Regions from separate parts of the Xenopus tropicalis genome. Here region 2 is linked to region 1. Evidence: chromatin contacts called from public Hi-C data. All regions are on one chromosome and are shown on one strand. The core of a region is the stretch at or near the end of the contact, and the rest is flanking DNA. Distances in the headings are between cores, read along the strand shown. Region 1 overlaps lhfpl2 (LHFPL tetraspan subfamily member 2 protein). Region 2 has its middle 32 kb from the start of lhfpl2.

What was found. Hi-C and Micro-C count contacts between places; a contact is called where the count stands out from the background.
Region 2: a contact with region 1 is called in a Hi-C map of neurula embryo, with 1.8 times the contacts expected there. The contact joins two enhancer-like sites. A contact is called at or near these places in 2 of 5 Hi-C or Micro-C datasets (gastrula embryo and neurula embryo).

The regions. Positions count from the first base shown.
Region 1 is chr1:185,668,832-185,676,150 of UCB_Xtro_10.0, reverse strand. lhfpl2 (LHFPL tetraspan subfamily member 2 protein) reads left to right here. Exons shown (of 5, transcript XM_002940194.5): 4 at 3,534-4,221. The coding sequence starts at 3,801. Among named protein-coding and RNA genes, the nearest start is that of scamp1, 45 kb to the right of the region's middle. Within about 2 kb of position 3,315, at least 7 of the 11 cell types and tissues checked have an H3K27ac peak or open chromatin away from gene starts, as enhancers often do. A contact at or near this core is called in neurula embryo, where this site is marked.
Region 2 is chr1:185,755,169-185,762,651 of UCB_Xtro_10.0, reverse strand. No RefSeq gene overlaps it. Among named protein-coding and RNA genes, the nearest start is that of lhfpl2, 32 kb to the right of the region's middle. Within about 2 kb of position 4,496, at least 2 of the 11 cell types and tissues checked have an H3K27ac peak or open chromatin away from gene starts, as enhancers often do. A contact at or near this core is called in neurula embryo, where this site is marked.

The DNA.
Region 1 (7,319 bases), core at 2,066-4,565:
CTGTAAGGTTGGGGCCATCCTGACATCTAAGCGCATCATTTCTACGGCACAAAGCAAAATAACTGGCCAAATGATCAAATTAAAACGCCGGGCATAGGCACCAACGACAGGCCTTTCTAACCAACATCTGGCCTGAAATCAGGCAGATCTTAAACGGACAGGTTTGATTTTTACGTTGGATCAGGGACCGTATTGGCTCGTTGCTGCGGTCCTGATCCAGTGTAAAAATCAAAGTGCCCGATCAAGATCTGGACGAAAACCAGAGCGATGCTTTCCACTGGCGACACTTATTGTTGGTGGTGGAAAGCCATTTTGGAGAGGTTTGTTGCCTGCAATAGCAGAGATCCATCGCAGGCGACTGGGTCCTTACCCTAAGGAGGGCCCTGAGTACGGTGAGGGAATTGAATAATCTTGCAGGGCGCTGTATAGAACAGGCATGCTGGAAATTGCTCCTTTGTTATCTTCCAGATACTACACAGGGTTGTGGTATAGTTTTATTGTCTGCTTTGTTTGGCCTGTTTTTTGCTTTATTTGTTCTTGAAGGTTCTGCATCACTGATCCATTGATTTCTGGGATGTTGTATTCACATGATTAGAAGTGTAAATTGAAACTGTTATGTTCAAGTTCCCACCCTGTAGAGTCAATGTGACCTTTGTTCCTGGGTGTGCTGCAGGCAAGTGTGCCCATATCTCATTTTAACTGGTTTAATTCATGAAACGGGGGAGTTCAACCAAACCAAAAACAGAGGTTTTATTTGTGAAAGCATGGAAGCCAGGGTGCTGATAGGTGCTAGGGTGCCCTGTACTTAACCACCTGCTTTATGGCCACATGTGGGGGGTCTAAAGGCCGTGATATTCATAATAGGGGCCCCCAGTGCCGTCAGCTAATGGCACACCTCTGAACTGACAGGGCTGCCTGACAAATGAGCTTTGAGGACAGCTTTTTCCTCTGTAGCCTGTGCAACATGTGCAAGGAACTAGTCCCAACTGGTAGCAAGGAGGGCTTGAGAAGACCCAGACAGCAGTGTTCGCAGTGAGTGTTATCTGGGAACCTCCTTTGTGTATCTTGCCATATAGGGAGCAATTTGTCACAGTTTTGCTAACTGCCTTCTGCTTATAATCAGAGCTGGAACATCTCCCAGATTTTTCTCAGTGCCTTAACTACCATACAGAAGAACCTGTGGTCGCCGGGGACTGTAGAGGTGCTAATATGCAGACAGACATTGGGTGCCAGCATGACTATTCTTGACAGTTGGCAGCCTGTTGCCCCATAGGTGATGGCACATGAGGAGATTTGTCACCCACTGTTAAATCTGTGGTACCGCATGTGACAAATCTCCTGAAACTGCCTTGCCATTAGCTAACACTGCGATTGCTGCATGTAATACATGTTTCTCGTGGCGATCTGGCTTAATTGTGAATATGTTTACTTGTGGCGACTGCAATGTTGGGGTAATGTCCCACGGAGATGGATCTCTGCTGCCGTGGGCGACTAATCTCTCCCAAATATCTTTCCACTGGCAAAAAAGTTAATCATCGGTGCAAAGGCCTACTCATCGTTTCGTTTTTTTAAAGTCACCTGAGGAGGAAACTTTGCGCCACTCGGCTAGAAAACCGAAGCGGATTCCCTTTGTTGCCAGTGGCATTTAGAAAAAATGATTTTCCCGCTGTAGCAGAGATCTATCACAGGCGACTAATCTCTCTGTGGGACATTACGGAGACAGGGGCTAGGTATTTGTGGGAGATATGTCGCCTGCGGTAGCGCAGATTTAACTGTGGGCAACAAATCTTACTATGTGCCATTGCACTTACTAATGATCAGTATTTACTGTTAATAGTGGGTTTCCACTAATGTTATGAGGGAGCACCTAAAAAGATGTAGCTTATGTATAACCACGTAGGAATACATTATTAGAATGGTTTCAAATAGAATGACACGTTCTTTTCTGGCACTTAAAGGGGTTGTTCTAGTATGATGTAGAGAGTACTATTCTAAGACAATTTGCAATTTGTCTTTATTTTTATTTGTAGTTCGTTATTTCACTTTTTGTTCAACAGCTCTGAGTTTCAGAGGCTATCTGGTTGCTAGGGTCCCAATTATCTTAGCAACCTGGGAGTGGTTTGAACAAGAGACTGGTATATAAATAGTAGAAAAACTGAATAGAGAGAGAAGGAATGAAAAGTAACAATAACATTGTAGCCTCAAGTAACTAGTTTTTGGCAGCTGGAGTCAGTGATCCCCTTATAAAAGTTGGAAAGTGTTAATAGAGGAAGGCAAATAATTAATAAAACTATATGAAATAAATAATGAAGACCAAATGAAAAGCTGCTAGGAATAGGACATTCTATAATATACTTAAAGTTAACATAAAGGTGAACCACCCCTTTAACGACACTGCTCATTGTTTACAACCCCAAATCAATTTATTTCTTAATATTTAGATATTATTCAGTTGTCTCAACCAATACCAGCATCACCCCAGGGGGGCTTATTTATCTGTGCAGATTTGTGTTTATCCTAATTAGCTGGAGCCACCATACTGATTCACACACAGATCTGAAGTGGCGGCCTCTAGTGGCAAACTGGAAGAATGCTTACTATACATAGTGATACTCCTGCACCTAGTAGAAAGAAAAATATAATTTATAGTGGCTTATAATTAGTCAGTCTAATGTGTTTTACAATGTGTATCTGTTATGTGTCAGAAGAAAATGTAAGTTATACAGCCCAGAAAAACTAAATATATATATCGCGTTTTTTTTCTGGAGTAATAAGCAGTTGTTTCCCACAATGCCTTGGCTTCTACTTAAAAAGGTAGAAAGAAAACAGGCAGAAGGCTTAAATGAGGCACACTTGAGCATATAGTCGTTATGTCCCCCAGTGCACAAGTTGCTGCTGTAGCCAAACTGAGCTGATCAGCGCAAGGAAGTGAGTGCAGAATGGTGATAACTGGCGTGGGCATGGCGACTATTCACAATAACAGGAAGTTATTAGCCTGTGGCACCGTGACTGTCACCTCGCTGGCTGCTGTGTTACCCTAGTAGGTTAATTAGCTGTGCGCTGTCGTTGGGTTCCAAGCGGATCTATTTGTTATTTATGCAAAGCAGTGATCTCAGTGTGTGTCACTCAGCCAATTCCTCCTGCACATCCCAGGGCCACAAACAACAGATCTGGGTGTCTGTGCCAAAAACAGCCCACCTGGTTCCAAGCAGCCCTCAAAGCTAAATGATTGTGCGTTTCTCTGTGGCTCAGTCAGTTGGGGGTCTCTAACTCCCGCTGCTGCTAAAATAGCACTAACTGTAGCGGCACCCTGGGGGCAGCCGTGTAGCTAGAGGCAGTCCCTGCTCCATGTACTTACACTAACAGGATAGGAGATTAGCCAGTGTAGGCTTCCCTGTGCCTCTGCTGGGAGCTGAGATGTGGGAAGTTTGTCCAGTCCCTGATAGGGGTCTCTCTATGAGATAGTGGCAGTGATAAAGGGGGTTTGTGTCCTGTCAGCACCTTTCACCATCTCACTCTCTCTTTCCCTGCAGGTCTGTGATGTCAGCCATGTGGGCAGCGCCTGGGAACTCCCTGACTCCCTGTAGCATCATGTTTCAGTATGAGTGTTAGGACAGAGGTACAGAGCGGGCTGAGACGAGCAGAGCTGATTCCTCCACTGCAAATCACCCTCTGGATCCCAGAAACTATTTCTTCCCGCTGAACGTACCAGGAGATTGGGTTCCCTCTCAAACAGCCCATCTGGTTCCACTTTATACCTCAGCTTCCCCCCAGTTTGGCAGCGCTTAGTGGCATTCACCATGTGTCATGTCATTGTAACCTGCCGCTCCATGCTATGGACAATCCTTAGTATTGTGGTGGCCTTCGGAGAGCTGATTGCATTCATGAGCGCGGATTGGTTGATTGGCAAAGCCAAAAGCACAGACAGTGACAGTAGGACTGGTGGCCAGCAGGAACCTTACCGGCCAACCCTGGGCATCTACGGACGCTGCATCAAAATGCCTCAAGTGCCATATTTTAGGAAGGACACCCTGTGCGGTCCCTATGCGGAGCATTTCAATGAGATTGCCAGTGGGTTCTGGCAGGCGACTGCCATCTTTTTAGCAGTGGGAATCTCCATCCTGTGCATTGTGGCGTTTGTGTCTGTCTTTACTATGTGCGTGCAAAGTGTGATGAAGAAAAGCATTTTTAATGTGTGTGGCCTGCTACAAGGCATTGCAGGTAGGTACCTAACTTCTAATTTACTATATACTCTGGTAACATTCCAGTTATTTTATTTGCTACTATGGCTACTGGCAAATTTGTAAATCTAGCAGTAATGCAGCAACTAAAGCAATATCTTTCGCTCATAGATTTTCAGACCACTGCCTGGTTACTAGGGTCAGTAACTTGGTAACAACCTCTGGCTAAATATGTGCACATTAATTCCTATAATCGAGTGGGAGTTGCCATATTGCATGCTTGACTAAAGTAACAGTAGTCACAAATCTGGCAAATATGGATTTGTGTCAATTACATGCACGTAATGTGGCTACTCCTGGTCATGTATAAGGGCTATGACACACGGTGCTACTTGTCGCAGCTACAAAATGCCAGAAAATACCCTGTTATAGACAATACTGAGAACTGACTCTGCTAAAACACATATAGAGGCATTTGCCAGTATTGTCTATTTTGTAGCTGGCTACAAGTAGCTCTGTGTGTCATTTCCCTAATGCAAGTAATGTGGCTGTTCCCGGTCATGTATAAATGCAAGTAATGTATATAAGGAATGTCCTGCGTTTATCTAAGTACACAGATATATACTGGGCAAACACAAGGTAAGACTGACTTTCAGTAGGCTGTGGAAAACTATCCGCTTCCTTACCTGCCATTATAGGGTAATACTGCACACAAGGTGAAGTGCATTAGGTTGTCCAGGAGGTTTGTAGCTCTGTTGGAGGGGGACAGAATGATAAAGTTTGTGTGGTCAGGCCATAATGTGCCCCTGTTGTTATCCATGCAGGGTTATTTGGGCCACAAGGAAAATCCAGTTTGTCAATTGCTAAATCACAATACAAATATATGGAATGTAGTCTTCTTAGCCTTTCGGGGCACCCTGCCCCTGTGCTATGTCAGGCAACCTGCCTGTTTACTTACAGTAGGGTTTGTATTAGGGAATATACACCTACCTGCTGCATTATTTGAGCTTCTCCTTTGGGGGTCATTTCCAGTGTAAAGGCTGGGGGTGAGCTATTGATAAAAGAGCACCTTTCATTTGGCTAAGGATGGCCCTTGGTCTTGCCTCGCACTGTCTGCCCTTCAGTCTAGCAGTGACGCAGAATCATTTGCCCTTAATCATTGCCCTAGGTGGGGCAATGTTAGTGTTCACTTATAGGACCTTTGTACCTGGGCTGTGCCGCATAATTATGTGCCTGTGTTTGCCTAGCGGGGAAAAGTGATGAGCGGAACTCCAGGTGACATGTTATTCCCTCAACCATAGGATCTTGTCCCTTATTAAATAGCAACTGTTAAATGAGAGGGGGTCAATATTTGCAGCTTGGTTAATCTGATATCTTCTCAGCTGTGTCACACAGTTCTGGGGCCACTTGTATTGATGCAGCTGCTCCATTGTGCTCAGAAGTGTTAAAGGGTCACTGCCATAGGGGGGATATGAGCAGTTTGTCAGTGTTTTTCTATAGGAGGATACCCCCTCTAACAGCTGTGCTTGTGGAACCCCTCACACAGGCACAGAAACACGCAGCAGCGGCGTCTTATAATTAACACCTTTATTGCTGTAATTTATATACATCCTGCATACAGCAAGTAATATTGCATAATGTTACATCAGAGTGGGAGCGGCGAATGCCAACACAGCTACCAAAACTGTTATTATAGAACATTATGTTTGAAGCATCACAGGAGAGTCTTCTTTTTCTGGTCACGGCAATGTCCAAAGCCACGTAGGAATCTTGTCAGGCTCCGTTTGTACTATAGGTTTTTTTTATTGTTTGCTAACTTGAGCATTAGAATTGGACATTGGAGTATACAGTTCAAAATCTTTAGGATACTTGATCCAGTTTAATAAAGCAAAGTCTAATAGCAACTAATAGTAAGGGTAATGGCACACGTGGTGTTTTGACTGTTGCTGGCCGCCACTGGAGAACAGCGCTGGTCAAAATGCCCCTGTCCCCAAATACTATTGAATTTAAAGTGCACTATTGGTCTCATACGGAGCGGTGTGAAAAGAACCTCGGTACCAAAATGCTCTGTATGTCACCACTCTGTGTGTATGTTATACGGAGGCTTCACATCCAGTATTAGGACCAATGAAAGGTCAGCAGAGATATTTTGCCTGCCACTGTTTTCTACTGGATAGCAGCAATGGGCCATAAGCCCTGTGTGCCCCTGCCCCAAAATGCACTGCAATATAAGTACTCCTTTATAATGACGATACTTCTGGTATAGGGGCAGATACTTTTGGTATACAAACGGCATATACTATCTACTGAATGGATAGTGGAGCAGGTACAGTCCCATTGGGATAAGAGCAGGAAAGGAAATGAGTGTTGGTGCTGGGGGGAAGCTGGCGTTGAAAGACAAGCTTGAAGGCGAGCGGCTTAGCGAGCGTTGCTCTAACAGGGTCGTCTTTAGATGCATTCCAGTGGCAGCTCATATGAGAGGAGGCCTCACCAGCCAGCGCTCACCACATGTCACAACCTAATGAGATTAGCCTCTCAAATGAGCAGGGCTTGACATGATGTAGCTGTGAAAATACACTTACCAGGCAGCCAGCTTGTCTCCGTACCAATTTTCTCAGTCTAATAACATCATTGGGGGAAATCTTCTGCTAATTGATGGTGTTTGAGAAATGTTGACACAAAGCGGGGTTTTCCTTCAGTGCAGTGAGGTTGCCCAAGAAAAATAACAGCGTGCCCCAGAGTTCCCATGGATGGCAATTAAAATGATACTGGCACTTTCTCCATCAAGAGAAAAAAAATCAGTCTAAGCTGTTTTTATTTCACATTTTCTTGCAGCATGTGACATCACAAAGCGCCATTTGTAATGGATGACATCACTAAGCAACATTAATAATAATATATTTTTACAAGTTATTTGTGATTTCCTTGTATTATATAAAGTTTACGCATTTCAGAAATTAAGCTTCTCTTCAAAAGTTCCTTACCATTTGTACCCACCAGACAAGCACAGTAGGTCTGTCAGTAGGGTTGCTGGGTGTTGCCTGGGCTGACAATAGCTATGAAAAAAATAGATAAACCCTTTTTCTAAATAGTGTGTGTTCCCCTCTGCCACAACCGTCTCCTGCTGTCAGAGCATGG
Region 2 (7,483 bases), core at 3,247-5,746, 85 kb before region 1:
TTGTACATAGGCTTATATTGTCCCTTTAACATTGAACCCAAAACACCCAATACATAGCTTTAAATGCTTCCACCAATTAGTGTTGTAACTCATGAGCTGAAACATGAATGCAATACATCTAAGTAATACTTAATCCATCAGGCATGCAGCAGTTTCATTTCAGCCTGGAAATAACCAATTTTGAGGCTTATTTTAGGACAACCCTCTATACTGCATGACCTTCCAACTTCCAGATTTCCTTTCCATATTCCTTTGATCTACTGACTGGCAAAAAACATCAGGCAGAGCCATTTAAACTATCAGTTTTCTTCTTGGGGTGAAACAAATTCCTTCCTGACTCCCAAATAGCAATGATATTAGTGCCGGGAAAAACCCAATTGTTTTTTCTATTTCCGACTTGCTAAATTTGCCCCCAACCCTTTCAACCTTAGAAAAAGTATTTGTCCCCTTGTCAATTACTCATTAACATGTACCCGATCAGGAAAGTGCTAGATCAATTGGCCAATTTATCAAAACACTTCCCTTTACTAATTAAGCTGTCAATTAGTAAGAAAGAGTTTGGCGCAAACTCTGTTCTATGCAATGAGGTGCTATATCTCAGCAGCAACTACATGCATAAGTATTTAATCCCCCCACTTTATTTTGTAGGCACCTCTTTTGCAGCAATAACAGCTTTAAATCTATTTGGGGTTACTATGTATAAGTTTTGCATGGTGGTTTAGTGAGATTAAGGCCCATCCTTCCAGACAATTTTTCTCCATGTTGTTTAGATTAATTGGATGACGCTTTTACATTTCAATATTCCAACAGTCAAAGATTTTCAGCTGCACCAACATCAAGACTTTGCCTGGGTTGTTTTAGAACATGGAAGAGATTCTCTGCATATCCAGCTATTAAAGAACATTAACAGATTTTGTGTAAAAAGCTACTGATAAAATGCCCTTCTGTTTAAACAAAACACAGAGAACATTTTTCCAGAGAAAGCCATAATGGATAATTTACAAAGTGCAAGAAACCTGCACACACTGCACACTTACACCCTCCACATGTGCCTGCAGTCCGAGCTGCATGTTCTAGACCAGGGTTCCCCAACCTTTCTTACTCGTGAGCCACAGTCAAATGTAAAAAGACTTGGAGAGCAACACAAGCAGCATAAAAGTTCATGGAGGAGCCAAATAAGGGCTAAGATTGGCTATTAGGTAGCCTCTATGCACCCTATCAGCTTACAGGAGGCTTTATTTGGTAGGAAATCTTGTTTTTATTCAACCAAAACTTGCCCCCAAGTCAGGAATTCAAAAATAACTCCCTGGTTTGGGGGCACTGGGAGCAACATCCAAGGGGTTGGTGAGCAACATGTTGCCCCTGAGTCACTGGTTGGGGATCACTATTCTAGACTAATGCTACACTATTGAAGATGTTTGATATTTCCAGCAAACACTTTAGGGATGACCAGTCTGCAGCCCTCCAGTCATTGTTGTTGTGCAGCTCCTAACTCCCAGCATCCCACCAACAGTCCAAGCTTGGAATTGTCCTCCTCTCTGAATTATGAAGGACCCCTATCAATAACTCCAGCTTTGACTATACAAGCAAACTGCTGTCAGTTCAGAGCTCACAAAGCTGATCTATAAGTGCATTTACCATCAGCATCGACATCCCTCAAGAGCACCCTTACCTTTATTGTTTGTCCCTTATTGGTATTTCTCCATCAGATTTCAGATAATATCTTATTTTTAAGCAGTGAGCTGATCTGCAGTGGCCCACAAAACCTTCTAAGCTGACTGTAAAAGGCTTTTAATGGATCGTACCTGACTCATAGGATTTTATGTTCTTTTATTTATAGGTTACTTAATTATAAATGACATTTCAATGCAACCCAAAACCCTAGCCATATTTTTCAGTGCAGAGAGATTGGCCTTAGGTGTTAAGCAGCTTGGTCCTGTTAGGCGCTGCAAAGTGGCTATGCAATAATGTTATTTCTGAACTTGGGAAACGGCTGCAACTGATTTTGTTTTGTTTTATTGCAAAAAGTACATGTGAATAATGGCATTAATCAGCATTAATTATGCAATAATTAGATATCTGGTGTAATACTAATAGACACCTTGGAAAACTGGCAACTAAGCACAGATCCCGCTCATACATTTCTCCCTCTCTATCTGCCCAGACTCTGTATCATTGCACATGGATTTGCATTGTAGCCTCTCAACCCCCCCATTCTTAAATTGTGATTATGACACTTTGTAACTGGAGACCCACGGCACCAATCCAAATATCTGATAGGCCCCCACCTAACATTTACCTCTGAACACCCATACTACAAATCACTTGCGCTTTACTCACCCCACCCTCTCTCCATCCCTATTGCTCATGATACATAATAAATATGAATGTGATACTGTGATACAGAATGACTATGTAGCTATTGGAAACCACTAACAATAAGTCATGTTGCTATAGATGCAATCATTTTCAGGGCAGCATTTATTCACCCCAGACCTTGCTTTGCTTGTCCTTTACTCTGTGCTTCAAGTAATATGAAGAACATCAAATTAGGATTCAACCTAAAGCTTACCCTACCTGGCCTTTACACTGAGCATTCAACCACTGCTTCTGGCCTCTAGAGGAAAGCCTCACAATTTGGGACTTTCTGCCTTAGGGCATTTGGATTATGTTCTGGTTGGAGTTTTAACAGAAGAGCAATAGTCTGGCAGGCCTATAACTTTAAGGCTAATAGCACATTGGTATCTATGTTTTAATCATTAAAAATCTAAGATAAACAGCGCAAACACCAAAACTGAAGCTACTCCATGTTTGTTCCTTCTGAGACTACAAGTTTACAACCTCCTCCATTCAGCCATTCTTGTGACTGTTTTGTTAGCAGGAGTCCATTATGCAGTGAGATTATCAACCTCACAAAACCATGGAGTAGCTTTAATTTTCCTGTTTGCCCAACACAAGAATTGATGTGATTGAAATAATAAGCAAAACATATGTTTAGCACAAGCCCTAATTATTGAGCTAATGTTGATCTTCCCCTTTAACTTCCACCAAAAAAAAGAAAAATCTAATTGAATATTTGGTGAACAAACTATTGCCTTATCTGCAAAGCGATGGAAATCTAGACTGAAACATTTCCTTCCTCTGCTAACTTCTATTCTGTAATTTATGATGCAGTTAAATGAAACCCATCTCCCTGAGAAATAAATCCAGGAAATCTGTATAAACCAGTAAATGTGGTACAACTAAAACATGCAGGTGGGGGGACACGCAACCCGTGACAGTGTTGTATGAGCACACGCATGCCTCTCAGCTGCCCTGTCCCAGTCTCACACATGGAGAGTTACAGTTGTGTCTCCTTGCACTCTGTTCCTTCTCCCAGTACTTAGGCACCACGTAGGCAAAGTGACTTAGTACTGTCGGCATTCACGCATACCCAACATTTGTATTCCCTAAATTTGCCCAGGAGCAGTAACCCATAGCAACAAATAAGATGCTTGCTTTTAAGTAGGTTACTAGCAATGCTTACTGCTGATTGGTTGCTATAGGTTACTGCTCCTGGGCAAACTTAGTGCCTTTTATTACATAAGAGGAGAAACTTGAGATTTATATGATTGACAACAGATATTTGCCATTTGTTCATACAGGTATGGAACCTGTTATCCAGAATGCTTGGGACCTGGGGTTTTCTGGATAAGGGGTCATTCCTTAATTTGGATCGCCATACTTTACATAACAATTAAACATGAAATAAACCAAATAGGATTGTTTTGCCACCAATATGGATTTGTGAAGCTTAGTTACCCTCGTGTACAAGGTACCATCTTATCATTACAGAGAAAAAGGTAATCATTTCATCATGTTTATTTTATTAAAATGGAGTGTATGGGAGTCTATGGGAGAAGGCCTTCCTGTACTTCGAAGCTATCTGGATAATGGATAATAAATCAACCCTACTAGCTAGTGTCTGCTACATAAATATGGAAAAAAAAGATTGAGAAGTCCTTGAGGCCACATATTCTGTATATCACCCTTGCTAACACCAAGAAAGAGAAAATACCTTTGCTCCATTTATTGTATTTGGTTTTTAACAGAGTTAAATATAATAAGCCTAGAGACCCTTTTTTTTCTTTAAAGGCCCATCCCTTAGTCATAAATATAGATTTTTTTACAAAATTTCTTTATTAAGAAAGTATTTGAGAGATGATGGACACAGGGAATGCTGAACACACAAGTACCTTTTTTACAAGGTAAAAAACAACTTATGACAGGTCTGGACTGGGATACAAAATAGGCCCTGGCATTTCAAGTACACAGAGGCCCAAACAGCCCCCCCGGCCCAATAAATAGTGATTGCCTATGGCATCTTACAGCAGCCCCTCTGGCATTTGCCAGAATCTACAGAATGCCAGTCCAGGCCTGGCTTATAGCACTAATGATTTGGCAGCCCTATTGAAGTGATGTAGCCAGCCACAGATTTCCTGCACTTAACCTTTCTGACCTGTAGGGGCACCAATTGCCTCTGCGGCTGATAGGGAAGCCTCTGATCTTCTGCTTCAGCTGTTGTGTTTGCAGTTAAATAATAACATAAAAATAAATCAAACTAAAAAAAAATATACCATAGAAATTCATGGATCGCGGAAGTTGCCTCTTCGATTTCGGAAAATCGTCGGCGTCGCGTATGCCATCCCACCAACGATTTACATCCTCGCTGGTGGGATGTCATATCGGGGAGATCAGTCGTTGTATAGCACTGTGGAATATATTGGCGAATATATACAGTATATTGATAATAATAATAATAATACCTGTCTATAGGGCACTGTCCACACTCTCACTCCATAGTAGCTTTAAGGTGGCCATACACGCACCGATAATATCGTACAAAACCTCGTTTCGTACAATATTCGGTGCGTGTATGGTATGTCGGCGAGTGGACCGATATCGCAGGAGGCTGCTGATATCGGCCGACTCGCCGATCGGACCAGTTGGAAAATTTTGATTGGGCGCCATAGAAGGCACCTGACCAAAATCTGCCTTCAGCGCTGAATCGGCAGAAGGAGGTAGAAATCCTATTGTTTCTACCTCCTTACCTGCTGATTCAGCCCTGAATGGTGTGTGGTGGATCTGACGATGTTTCGTGCGACCGATGGTCGCACGAAACATCGTCAGATGGCCAGCTTAAGTCTGCTCAATATCTACAGTCTTATCCTATTGTAATTAACTCTTCCCTTACAGGGTCCCCACCCCCTGCCAGGTAGGAACTTCATCTTCCCATCTTCTAGGGGCACAAAAATATTTTTGCACTATTGCTTTATACATCCCCCACCCTTTTCACTGAGCCCCATGTGTTCAAAGATCAGTACTGGGAATCCCTTGGTACCCCCTTCCATTCCAACCTATTTATTGGGGTTCTCTGTTCTGGGTTTTGACTATATAATACTGTATTATTGGGGGTATTAGAGGCCAGTGGCATAAAATGTGCTGTGAAGGCTGGCTATGCAGGGATCTTTTCCCCAGAGGTAGCACAGAGTTATGTGAGATCTCCCAGGAAGGCATGGGAGTCCGATCCATGTGTTATACTGGGTCAGATCATTCCTACAGCTGCTGTAGCCGGAACATGAGCCCAGACATTGCTGAGCCACTCAATCCCTGTCTCGTTTGCTCCAGTACATCTCCTCTGATGTTACCTCGGTCAGCAGCCGGGAATCCTGGGAATATAAAGAAGCCACAAGAACTATGAGTACAAACCACAAACTACTATTCATTCTGTCTGCACCTGCTGGGCTCTAATTGCCTGATGGCCTGTGGCAATATCCTGAATATCCTGGTTTCTCAATGTGCCCTTTCATTAATGCCATGTGCTTGTGCGCTTGGGAGCTTGCTTTAAATACGGGTGCTGGGTGCTGACTACAGTAGCATAATGCAGCACTGAAAATAGCAGTTTTGTCCTTTCCTTATCTCTCATCTTCCTGTCATTTGCTGGGGGTTCATCTGGCTGCCACCACTAATACCCTTTCTAAATATACACAATACTGGGGGGGGTTGCAGTCCTTAAAGAGTGTTTGTGCTCCTGAGTTTTGCCCATGTAAGACATTCAGATTCCATGATTATAGATTTTTTTTTAACACTTTTTTTGCAGTATTCAAAATTATACAACTTGGGGTCCAGATCTTAAGCAAGGAAAGTCCTTAGGGTTCATTTGCTTTCACACCCACCGTGTGCAAAGTGCAATTTTCTAAGACCATTGGCATGTTTTTTACCCACAATTCAGTGGGTTTTTTCTCCCAGAATTCCAGCATCATTGCATTTGCTAGGGGGAGTTCCAGTCTAGTTGATCAGCGGCGTAACTATAGAGGAAGCAGACCCCACAGTCGCGGTGAGGCCTGAGAGACAGTGCTCCCCAACCACAGGGTCTGCTTTCTCTATAGTTAGGAAGTAAATTTAAAAAATAGTTTTAAAATCCCCCTTCCCCAGTCAGAATCTGCAGTTGGGGAGCAGGAACATGGGCAGGTGGAAAGGAGGGCTGTGGGCAGGCAGGCTGTGGGCAGTGGCCCCTCTGAAGATTTTTTTCACAGGGGGATTTAAAACAGAAGGCAGGAGGAAAGCAGTTGATGCAAAGACCTGTATTGAATATCTTTTTTTGCACAACTGACTCCAGGGAAATTTATGAGCCCACAACTACAGTGTGGTTATTTAATGACCCCTTATATTGCTGGGCACTGTAGATTGGCCCGGTTTCTCATATAAGCAAATGCGTGGAGTATGCATAATAGGAAATGATGGCTGCTCATACATTACTATTAACACTTTAATAAAATAATTGGAGAAAAAGACATTGTCTTGTCACAATGAGATATTTGCAAAACGAAACACGGGAAAATCATGCACAGGAGGCGGATTTTGGTCTTCAAAAGCTCCAGTGTGAATTTTTGAACCAAAATCCTCCCCACATGCCTAGTGCTGGGTGGATACCATTAAATACATTGTCTGCAGAGGTGGGCATCATTGGGTAGTACTGGCATGTTACATTAGCCTAAGATAAGCAAAACACTGCTCCCTGCATTTCATTGTTCTGAGGGCCCATGAAGATGAGAAATACAAGTATCCCTTCTAACCTGCAGGGTGTGGTGGAGTCATTACAACGGATGCATTGTATCGATAACCCAACTGTGAGGTGGTACATGGCTCCCCCTGTCTCCAGGCTGTCTGACCTGTTTAGGCAGTGACCTTGCTAATAACTTGCTACATGGGGTTAGAGGTCAGTTTGGCAGCCCAAAGGTTAGCCAGCACTGAATAAAGCCAGGATCCATCCACTGTATTAAACCTGAAAGGAACATGTTAGCTGCTTGGCCACATTTGCATTGTTTCACTCCAGACCACGGCAGCCATTTGCCTCACAGTTTGCATTTTCACTGATTAATTTTTCTAAGCAACTTTCCAATATATACTGTATATACATGTAATATTTTAATTGGTGTTAAAG